Regions from separate parts of the Capra hircus genome. Here region 1 is linked to region 2. A link is a contact called in public Hi-C data. All regions are on one chromosome and are shown on one strand. Each heading gives the region's core, a stretch centred on a gene start, on an enhancer-like site or on the middle of the called end of the contact. The rest is flanking DNA. Distances are from core to core; before and after follow the strand shown. Region 1 holds the start of PSTPIP2 (proline-serine-threonine phosphatase-interacting protein 2). Region 2 overlaps EPG5 (ectopic P granules protein 5 homolog).

Region 1 (5,097 bases), core at 50-2,549, 140 kb after region 2:
GGCAGTGCTCAAGGAGAACCCCAAAAACTCCAGGAAAAGGGACTTCTCAAGGCAGGGTCTAAACTGTGTCCCCCAGGTCACAGGGCCAAGTTTTCTCTTTGTAGCACTCTCCATGGGGGAAAGGAACCTGCTAGGTGCTATGAGGCTAAACAGGGAGCCATCAGGGTTGCTTTCCTTTCGGCTTCCCTGATAGCTCAGTTGGTAAAGAATCCTCCTGCAATGCAGGAGACCCCAGTTCAATTCCTGGGTCAGGAAGATACTCTGGAGAAGAGATAGGCTACCCACTTCAGTATTGGGCTTCCCTTGTGGCTCAGCTGGTAAGGAATCCGCCTGCAAAGAGTCAGACAGAGGGAGCAACTTTCACTTCACATCGGGACTGCAGGTAAGGAGATGGGGCGGCTTGGCAGCAGTAGCTCAGTCTGGAGACAAGCTGACTTTCTGCTCCTGCCTTAAAAGGATGAGGGTGGCTCCTCCAAATGAGGGGGTACAGACTGTTGAGGGGCACCTGGGGAGCGAGAGGACGGGGGGAAGAGGACTGGACAGAGAAGAGGACTGAGCTGACGCCTCCTGGTTGGGCCCGTCCTCGGGCTCAGATGCCCCCACCAGCTCGCAGGATCTCACACACGCACCAGCCTCCCCCTGGATAGGGGGACAGGGGGCAAAGGCTGGGAGGGGCTCAGGAAACGGGGCTACGAGACTGGCAAAGCTTCTGCTAGAGAACCCCGCTAATGTCTGGAGGCTCGGACAGGCTGTACATTTCCGCGGACCTGGAAAAGCCAAACAACCCGGCGAAATTTACCGCACGTTTTCTGACCCACGTTACCCCCCAAATCTGCTCACAGTGCAGCCTCCGGGACCACCCTGCGACTGTCCCAGGACTAGTGGCTCCTCCGTTTGGGTCTCGGTTTCCCCAGGTGTGAGATGAGAGGGGAATGTCCCAGCTATAAGGCTACACCTGTCTGCGGTGACTCGGGGCGCGGACGGCCGAGGGAAACCCTGCGAACCGGACCCCGCGGACCCGAGGACGCGCGGCGGGCTGGGGGCAGCGCAGAGAGGGGCCGGCGGCGGCGGGTCCGATCGGATTCTGCTCCGGACAGGGGCCCACGGCTCCCTTCGGGGCCCCCATCTCCCAAGCCGGGCGATGGGCTCCTCGCCTCGCTGACTTACCCAAAAGTTCCCCTTGAACAGTGAGCCTGTCATGGCTGGCTAGCGAGCAGCGAGGAGAACCAGAGCAGGCGCGTGGGGACGAGGACTGTCAGGACCTGCCAGCCCGGCCGCGCACCCGGAGCTAAGCCCGGCCCACGCCACCGCCCGCCCCGCCCCACACACCACCCATCTGCCCGCCCCGCCTGCCCCAAGCCTCACCGCCCGGCCCCGCCCCCGAGCCCAGCTCCGCCCCCGATCCCCGCCCCTCCTGCCCCATCCGCATCGCCCGGCCCCGCCCCCGGAGCCCCGCCCCCTCTCGGCCCCGCCCCGCGCCCCCACCACGCCCCGCTCCCCGAACCCCTCAGCGGTCCGCAGCACCCAGCACCCCCTACTCCTGCCACAGCCGCGTCCCGGGTCTGCCTGCACCCTGCACTCGTCCCGCGCGGAAGAGAGAGGCGGCCCGCGGGTTAGACCCTGCGGCGTCAGGCGTCAGTCAGTTAGCCCTACGTCCCTCTCCTTCGGGAGACCTTTAAAGATCGGAAGGAACAGATTCTGTCGCCTCCCTGAATTCGGCTCGGTTCCTGCCCACAGCTCCCTCCTCCCTTGACCCAGTTCCTGGCGGAGACAGCCAGGCTCCGCGCGCTGGTGGACGGAGCCCCCGTCGGATCCGAGGTGGTCGCGGGGACTGCGCGTGGCCTCCACTGACAACACTGACGGCCGGGTCAGGTGTGGACGCTTCAGCTCGTCAAGTGCGGGACCTCAGAGGCACCCGCCACAGGTAAGCATGTTTTAGTCCAAAAGTCATGGAAAGGTCATTGGCCCTTGACTCCATGTCCCTCAGTGGGGTTCTTTCACGGTGTCCAGGAACTCAGCTCCTCCCCAACCCTTCCGCATTCTTAGGATCCAGACCCAAGACCCTTCTCCACCAAATCCCTCCAGAAGTATGATGTCCCAGCGTCCTTCCTCTTCCTGCATTCTCCTAGTAGAACACCTTCCTAAACATAACCGAGGGCAAGTCAGACCCATCCCCGCTTTGCAGTGATAAGGCACTCTAAGACAAAGTACAGCCCTGAGCTACCTGCCCTGAACCAAAAACTGAGGCCCACAGAGGCTGATTGACGTGGCCAAGATCACAGGTATTTAAAGTATGAGGAGCTCGGTTACAGCTCTGCCCCTCTAAACAGAATCAGAGCCAAACATAGAGGTCATTCCTGAGGCAGATCCACTCAAGGAGGGGAGGATGCAGGTCGAGAGCCAGCCCCCAGCCTCAGACCTGGAGAGGCAAACTGCCTCTGAGCAGGTTCTAGCTTGGTACAGACACAGTGAAGAGATAGCAGCTGGGGTGATGTGAAGGGCAGCTGGAAGGTTTGCCCTCACCCACCCCGGTGATGGAATCCCACCAAGAGTCATCTGCAACAACAGAGATGGAGAGGTGGCCTTCAGCTGCATCCATTCATCAGGCTGTTCAACTCTTTGGAAAGCAGCGAGGTTAGAAGGAAAAAGGGAAGCCTGACAGCATCATCAGGGGCACCAGGAGGACAGGCTCAACAGAAGGAGGGGTAAGAAATAATGCCAACTGAGGAAATATGCTGAAGTGCCACAGATAGCATCAAGGTTTTTCCTGGGAGTTTTGAATATTTTGGAACAAATATTTTAAATCAATTCTAATTGTTAAAATTTTCATTTTTAACATTTTGTTTAACCTCTCAGGGTACATTGTACTTGATTTTCGTGGCTCAGAGCCCACGAGGTCCCCTGAATTTTAACTCTCTTCCACCACCTGGTGGCAAGATTGGAAATTTCAAATGGTTGTCCACACAGTCAGAAAATATTCCTCATTCATTCCTAATTTATAAACCTCATCACCTCAACAGGTGTTGGGAATAAAAAGACAAGTAATATTTGTACTATATCCATGGGTCTTGCTTTGAATTGTTTTTACAGCAGAAGTGTGTTAGTCGCTCAGTCATGTCTGACTCTTTACAACCCCATGGACTGTAGCCTACCAGGCTCCTCTGTCCATGGAGATTCTCCAGGCAAGAATACTAGAGAGGGTTGCAATTTCCTTCTCCAGGGGGTCCTCCCAACCCAGGGATCGGCCTGGGTCACCTGCATCACAGGCAAATTCTTTACTATCTGCACCACCAAGGATGCCCCCAAGGGTCTATAACAAATTTGGGATATTTTACTAATGAAGTTAAATAACACTACTACAGCCATAACACTACTCCAGGAAGATCCCTGGAGTAGGAAATAGCAAGCCACCCCCATATTCCTGCCTGGAGAATCTCATGGACAGAGGAGCCTGGCAGGCCACAGTCCATGGGGTTGCAAAGAGTTGGACTACAGCAATTATGGAATAATGAATCAATACATTTAATATAAACCACAATTAACACATTTACTGTGTTAACAGTGGATAATTTAATGGCATTATTAAATTCAGTGGCATTATCTGAATTTAATGCATTAAATTAATGCCATTAATAGTGGCATTATTATTAATTCAGTGGCATTATCTCTTTCAATAATATGCATTTGCATGGTTGGCAGGCAGATTATTAACCTCTGGATCACCAGGGAAGTCCTACATTTGCATTTTTAAGCTCGTACTGTACATATTTGAGTCTTGCTTTTGTAACTTAACAATATTTCATTCGTATTTTCTAAAATCCTTTAATACACCTTTCCTAACATAAAGTTTGATAGCACATGGTGCTGGCTGAATGGACAGGACAGACACTCTTTTATGAAAAAATTGAAAATCTCTGTGAAAAGAAATTCTGCCATATTGCCAAAATTTTTAATGCTCCCCTTTTTTTTTTTTTTTGGCCACAAGTCTTGCAGTGAAAGCATTGAGTCCTAACCACTAGAGCACCAAGGAATTTCCTAAGTGCTCCTATGTTTTGATCCAACAATTCCATGTTAGAGTTTATCCTCCAGATATCCTCATATGTGCAAAGTGAAATATGTATATAATTATTTATAGCAGCATGGTTATTCTGGCAAAAGATTTGAAAGAACTAAATGCCATCAGTGGAGGACTAGCTCAATAGATTGTAATATATCTATACAATTAAATCATATTCAAGCATTAAAAAAATGAGGAAGCTCAGTGTTTTGATATGGAACAATTACCAGCTATAAAGCGGGGAAAAAACAAGATGCGAAACAAACTTCCATTTGGGTAAGGAGGAAAAAGAATAGACACACATGTTTTAAATGTTCCTCTTATGCTGGGGTGAATGGGGCAGAGGGACATAGGAGGGAAGAAAACCTACTTTTCACTTCATGCTCTCTGGACCTCTGAGTTTATACAATATGAGTTTATTTCAAACCTCCCAAAAATTAAAAAGAAAAATCTTCAGTATCACTTTCTAACTTTTGCATAATTTCCCATCAAGTGGATATACCAATACTTTTTTAGCATTCTCTTAATGCTTTTAGAAATATCACTGTGATAAATATCTTTTACATAAATTTTTATTAAAATTCCTCGTAATGCAATGTTCACAGAAGCACTATTCACAATAGCCAAGACATGGAAACCTAAATGTCCAATGACAGATGAATGGATAAAGATGTGGTACATATATACAATGGAATACTACTCAGCCATAAATAAGAATGAAATAATGCCATTTTCAGCAATATGGAGGCCACTAAGAGATTATCATACCAACTGAAGTCAGAAAGAAAAAGACAAGTATGGTACCACTTATATGTGAAATCTAAAACATGACACAAACGAGCCTATCTATAAAACAGAAACAGACTCGTGGACACAGAGAACAGACTAGTAGTTGTCAAGGGGGAGAGGTTTGGGGAGGGATGGAGTGGGAGGGTAGGGTTAGCAGATTTAAGCTATTATACTGGAATGGATAAACAACAAAGTCTTACCGAATACCACAGAGAACTATATTCAATATCCTATGATAAATCATAATGGAA
Region 2 (5,024 bases), core at 1,266-3,765:
AACAGCTGGGTAAATACACAGACATGATCCCACAGCTGCCACGTGTCATTCAAAGGAGTGTCCACTGAAAATTCTCAACTCCTTTTAAAGAGAAGGTGTTTTAGTAAATTTAGTTCCTGGCCAATCCTGGACAAGCACGTCAAATCTGGATTTGGACCATAAAGACACACTAAGGCAGGCAGATAACTAGCTGGAAGGGGAAAAAAAAAAATGTTTACCAATACACTAGCCATGTATAATACTAGAAAGAAAACTCAATAAGTATTACCTGAGAAACTGGATTTTGATCATTAAATTCTCACTAAAAATAAGAAATTATCTTCTTTCAAATGAGAAGATCTAGGTAAGAAAGTTTGTAAGTGTTAAGGCAGAACCTTGGTAAGAAGTGAAAGTGAAAGTCGCTCAGTCGTGTCCGACTCTTTGGGACCCCATGACTACACAGTCCATGGAATTCTCCAGGCCAGAATACTGGAGTGGGTAGCCTTTCCCTTCTCCAGGGGATCTTCCCAACCCAGGGAGTGAGCCTAGGTCTGCCGCATTGCAGGCGCATTCTTTACCAGCTGAGCCATAAGGGAAGCCCACTTTGGTAAGATCCAGCTCTTTATTAGAAAGGCTCAGAGTATCTGTAGGTGAGATCCCAAGCCCAGAAAATGGATGCTACATAAAAGAAAAGCCTAATAGAAAGTGTATGTAGTATGTGAACACTTCCAGGTCCAAACTCTCCCAGCTATGCAGCAATGGTCTGGAGAAGGGAGGCAGCAGACACCGCCTCAGCACAAAGGCTCGAGACCTGTGATTTGGGACAAATTCCCTCACCACCATCCTGCACCTGTTTCCTCATCTCTAATATGGGATGAAAATAGTACTTGCCTCGTGGGGCTGTTGGGGGAATTAAATTGGGCTAATACAAGAGAGGTGCTTAAAATGATACTTGGCACATGAGAGAGCTCAGAAATGATTCATCAAAATGCTGCAGATATGACGAGTTACCTCTTCTCCCCCCTCGTCTACTAGAGTCCACGTCCCGGACGCAGGCCCCGAGGAGGATGGATTCCATTCACTGGGCTTCATGTGGCACAGGAACTCGGCTCGGTTTCTAAAGGACAAAGGAAACCGCTCCAATCACATAAACATAAACACAGCCCACCGCGTGCATTCTGGATTGTCTACTCACCTTGAAGAAGAGTGGACATCAACACAATCTCCAAGTGGTTTGAATCAGAAAACAAGAAATAATAACTGGCTAAAACTCAAGGAGACCAAAGCTTCACTATCGGTGATGTAGAGACTATTGCCCTCCTGGGTCAGTAAAGAGAAGCGGCTATGCCAGCATAGTGCCCGCCTCTGGTGGGGCCTCTGCACACCCAGGACTGCGTGGTACCTGAGTTCTAACTGGCCCACAAAGTGTTCAGAAAACATGCTTAACTGAGCAAAGGATAATCTGCAGGTAATGCAGAAGCCGGCTGGGGGAAACCACATCTAAACACATGTGTAGGAATAGTCCTTGCATCCAGGTGGTGAGAGAGAGGCATCTAGGGGAATTCCTGCTGGCCAGGCTTTCACATGGTGCTGGCTGGACCTAACAAGTCGGAGTAACCACACAAGTTCCTTCTCTGAAACCACCATGCGGTTCTCAGCTCTCTTGTTCCCTCCTCTCTGGCCTGACCCTGAAAAATTCATCCATTCCGTGCTTCCACCAGGAGCTCTCCTCCGTGACTTCCAGCTTGCAACCTGAAGGGCTCCAGCCGTAGAGCTCCACGCGTCCACTGGTACCTGTCACTCAGATGTGTCCTCCCATAAACCCCAACGACCTCAGATCTTCCTCCTTCCCTGGCAGCTCCGCCTTTTCTTCTCAGTCTCTGAGGGCTGCCAACAGCCTCTCAGTCAGTCAGAATCAGTCTACAGAGGCAGGTCTGAGCCACCCCTCCCCCACATTCTCCTTGTTTAATCAGCTTCTTAATTCTTTCCTGGGAAGATGACCTTCCAGTTTCCCACCTTCACCTTCCCACTGCTATCACCTCAATTCAGGTTTGGGGAAGATAGGCTTTCCTGGATCAAGAGCCCGTGGTAGTAACACAGTTCCAGGTCACCGGGACATAGCCTGCCTTCTCCCCACGTAAGGATGTACCCTCTAGATGCTGGACTGGGCTCCAGAGTCAGGAGCGCCAGACCTCTGCAACCATGACTCAGTGAAGCAGAAGGGCATCTTCTACCTCCAGTCCACCCTAATTTCCTTAAACACAACCTTTACCCATGTTCAAAAACCCTCAATTGCTACAAAAGCCAGACCATCTCAAAACTCTCTGAATTTCTAGGTCTTCTATAATCCAACTCCCCCCTAGCTGTTCATCTTTATTATCATCTCCCATGCACCCCTTCACTGCAGTCCAGCTGGCCTCCGACGTGCCCCCTGCACAGCTACGTTCCCTGCACACTGGGCCACCGCTCCCTTCTCCCCCTGCAGTGAGTGCCCTCCCAACTCCTCTTCCCGCTGAAATCAGTTCCAGTCTTCAAATCCAGCTCATTCACCTGGAACCCTCTGACTACTCCACTCTACTCTACTCATTTCTACTGCATCAATTGTGTGTGCGTGCAGCTGAGTCACGTCCAACTCTTTGTGACCCCATGGACTGTAGCCCACCAGCCTCCTCTATCTATAGGATCCTCCAGGCAAGAATACCGGAGTGGGTTGCCATCTCCTTCTCCAGGGGATCTTCCCAAGCCAGGGATCAAACTTGTGTCTCTTGCATCTCCTGCATCGGCAGGTGAGTTCCTTACCACTGGCGCCACCTGGGAAGCATCAATCATTCAGTTCAGTTCAGTTCAGTCGCTCAGTCGTGTCCGACTCTTTGCAACCCCATGAATCACAGCACGCCAGGCCTCCCTGTCTATCACCATCTCCCGGAGTTCACTCAGACTCATGTCCATCAAGTCCGTGATGTCATCCAGCTATCTCATCCTCAGTCGTCCCTTTCTCCTACTGCCCCCAATCCCTCCCAGCATCAGAGTCTTTTCCAATGAGTCAACTCCTCACATGAGGTGGCCAAAGTACTGGAGTTTCAGCTTCAGCATCATTCCCTCCAAAGAAATCCTAGGGTTGATCTCCTTCAGAATGGATTGGTTGGAGCTCCTTACAGTCCAAGGGACCCTCAAGAGTCTTCTCTAACACCACACAATTTGGCACTTGAATCTCTTTGACTGTGCTTTTTTACCTCTACCACTAAATCTCTCCTTTGAAGGAAAGAAACTTTTTCTCCCCACAGCACCACAATGACATATATGGCCGGAATGGCAGATCCATTAAAAGGAGGCACCCAAAAAAGTTAATCAATTAAAAAAAAAAAAAAAGCAGTTAAGAGGGTCACTTTGGGACAAAGGGTATTAAACCCTAAGAAAAGCTGAATTGTTAAATTATGGGATGCTGACTCTTCCCTTAGCAATTGCGTGGATCTGGGCAGTTTAGGAAGCCAATTGTTTGACAGAACATTTTAATTTCTACTTTATGAAGCTCTTCCACACTTACTTGACAGGAGACATCAGCAGGGCAAGGGACTGCATAAAATGAAAGATTCCTGATGGGTTATTCAACACTTTGATCTGAAATCAGAAAAGAAAAAGGCATACTGCAGAAAACCAACAACCCAAGTAGCCATAGTCTTAATTCACCAGCATTCTGACAAGGGAGCTGCTAAGAAAACAGAGGTGAAACTGGCTCCTCATCCACAAGAATGAGAACACCTCACAGGTTACCTGGCAGTACTGACTGGGCTCTATGCACTCAGAGAACAGAGGCAGCTCAGTCATTTACATCAATTACCTGAAATAATATGAGATGGAGGATTATACTGCTATTTTAATCCAAAGATGAGATTTTTAAAAACTTCCTTCTACCTAAAACAATTCAAATTTCTTGCCACCAGAAATACTAGAGAAAAGATAAAATGGAGAAGGAACCTGGCACACGTTTGGCTCCTACCCACCCATCAGAAGGGGCTGTGATGAGTAACAACACAACCCTAAGGCAAGCAGCAGAGAGGCGAAACCATAAACCGTGCAATCGATGCCTAAAGTGATCCTGCAGACGTGAGATCTCTGCTAGTATTAAAGAACTCTGAGATGCTGGTGGTTTCTTTTTTATCTGCACCAACTACAGTGTAGGATGGATCAATTTAGGAATGTTGAATTTATTGAATATTCAATGTTGAATATTATAGAAAAAAGTCCTAGCAAGCTTTCCTGCACAGAAATTTCCCAGGATTAAACACTACTGAAACTACCATGCCACACTACAACTAAACTTCCGCATCTTTACCTTAACTTCAGCAATTTTCAGTGGCCCAAGAAGTTGCAGCATAGTAACTCCTACACAGGCTGGATATATCCTAATAATTTTATTTTAAATATCAATATATTTTAAGTAGGCTTATTTCTGAAAGCAACTTCCTCAGGAACAATGTTTAACAAAATCTCCCCCATTCTCCTCAAAATTAGAAAGTCATTCTTCATACCTGGATGAAAGGAACAGCCCATTTACTAACACCAGCTGGGCATCGAAGAATATGGTTTAGAAGGAAGAGGTGATCTCCAGGACAGCCCACTCTTTGTAATACTGATACCTGAACAACAAAGCACGTACAGTTTTACTGTTTATTAAGACAACTATTTCTAGGGGCCTAGTGCAATCATTTATCTGGTATTTAAATACATGTGATCTTTCAAAAGAGTAACCAGACATAAGATATACCATCGACTGGTTGAGTTTCTACACAGAGGTACACAGAGGACTAAGAATCTATGGGCACTATGATAAAAATATCATAAGCAGTTTCTCTGCAAACCCAATTTTTAGTATCTGGCAAATTACAAAACACTAATGTTCCTGGCCATATATGAATAGCTGTAAGTCAAGTAGTTTAATCTAGTTCCAGTCTGCAAGTTTCTCAAATCCAACTATGCTTAGAACCTGAGTCCACATGTAAGAACTCTAGCATGAACCTAAAAGAAACACCCAAGGGAGCCCCATT

The links. Hi-C and Micro-C count contacts between places; a contact is called where the count stands out from the background.
Region 1: a contact with region 2 is called in a Hi-C map of blood, with 3 times the contacts expected there. The contact joins the promoter of PSTPIP2 here to the enhancer-like site in region 2. A contact is called at or near these places in 3 of 5 Hi-C or Micro-C datasets (blood and liver).

What each region holds. Positions count from the first base shown.
Region 1 is chr24:46,085,615-46,090,711 of ARS1.2, forward strand. It overlaps PSTPIP2 (proline-serine-threonine phosphatase-interacting protein 2), which reads right to left and starts at 1,300. Exons shown (of 15, transcript XM_005697169.3): 1 at 1,168-1,300. The coding sequence starts at 1,200.
Region 2 is chr24:45,946,801-45,951,824 of ARS1.2, forward strand. It overlaps EPG5 (ectopic P granules protein 5 homolog), which reads right to left. Exons shown (of 44, transcript XM_018039566.1): 5 at 4,509-4,616; 6 at 3,524-3,597; 7 at 991-1,096. Among named protein-coding and RNA genes, the nearest start is that of EPG5, 17 kb to the right of the region's middle. Within about 2 kb of position 2,516, at least 1 of the 5 cell types and tissues checked has an H3K27ac peak or open chromatin away from gene starts, as enhancers often do.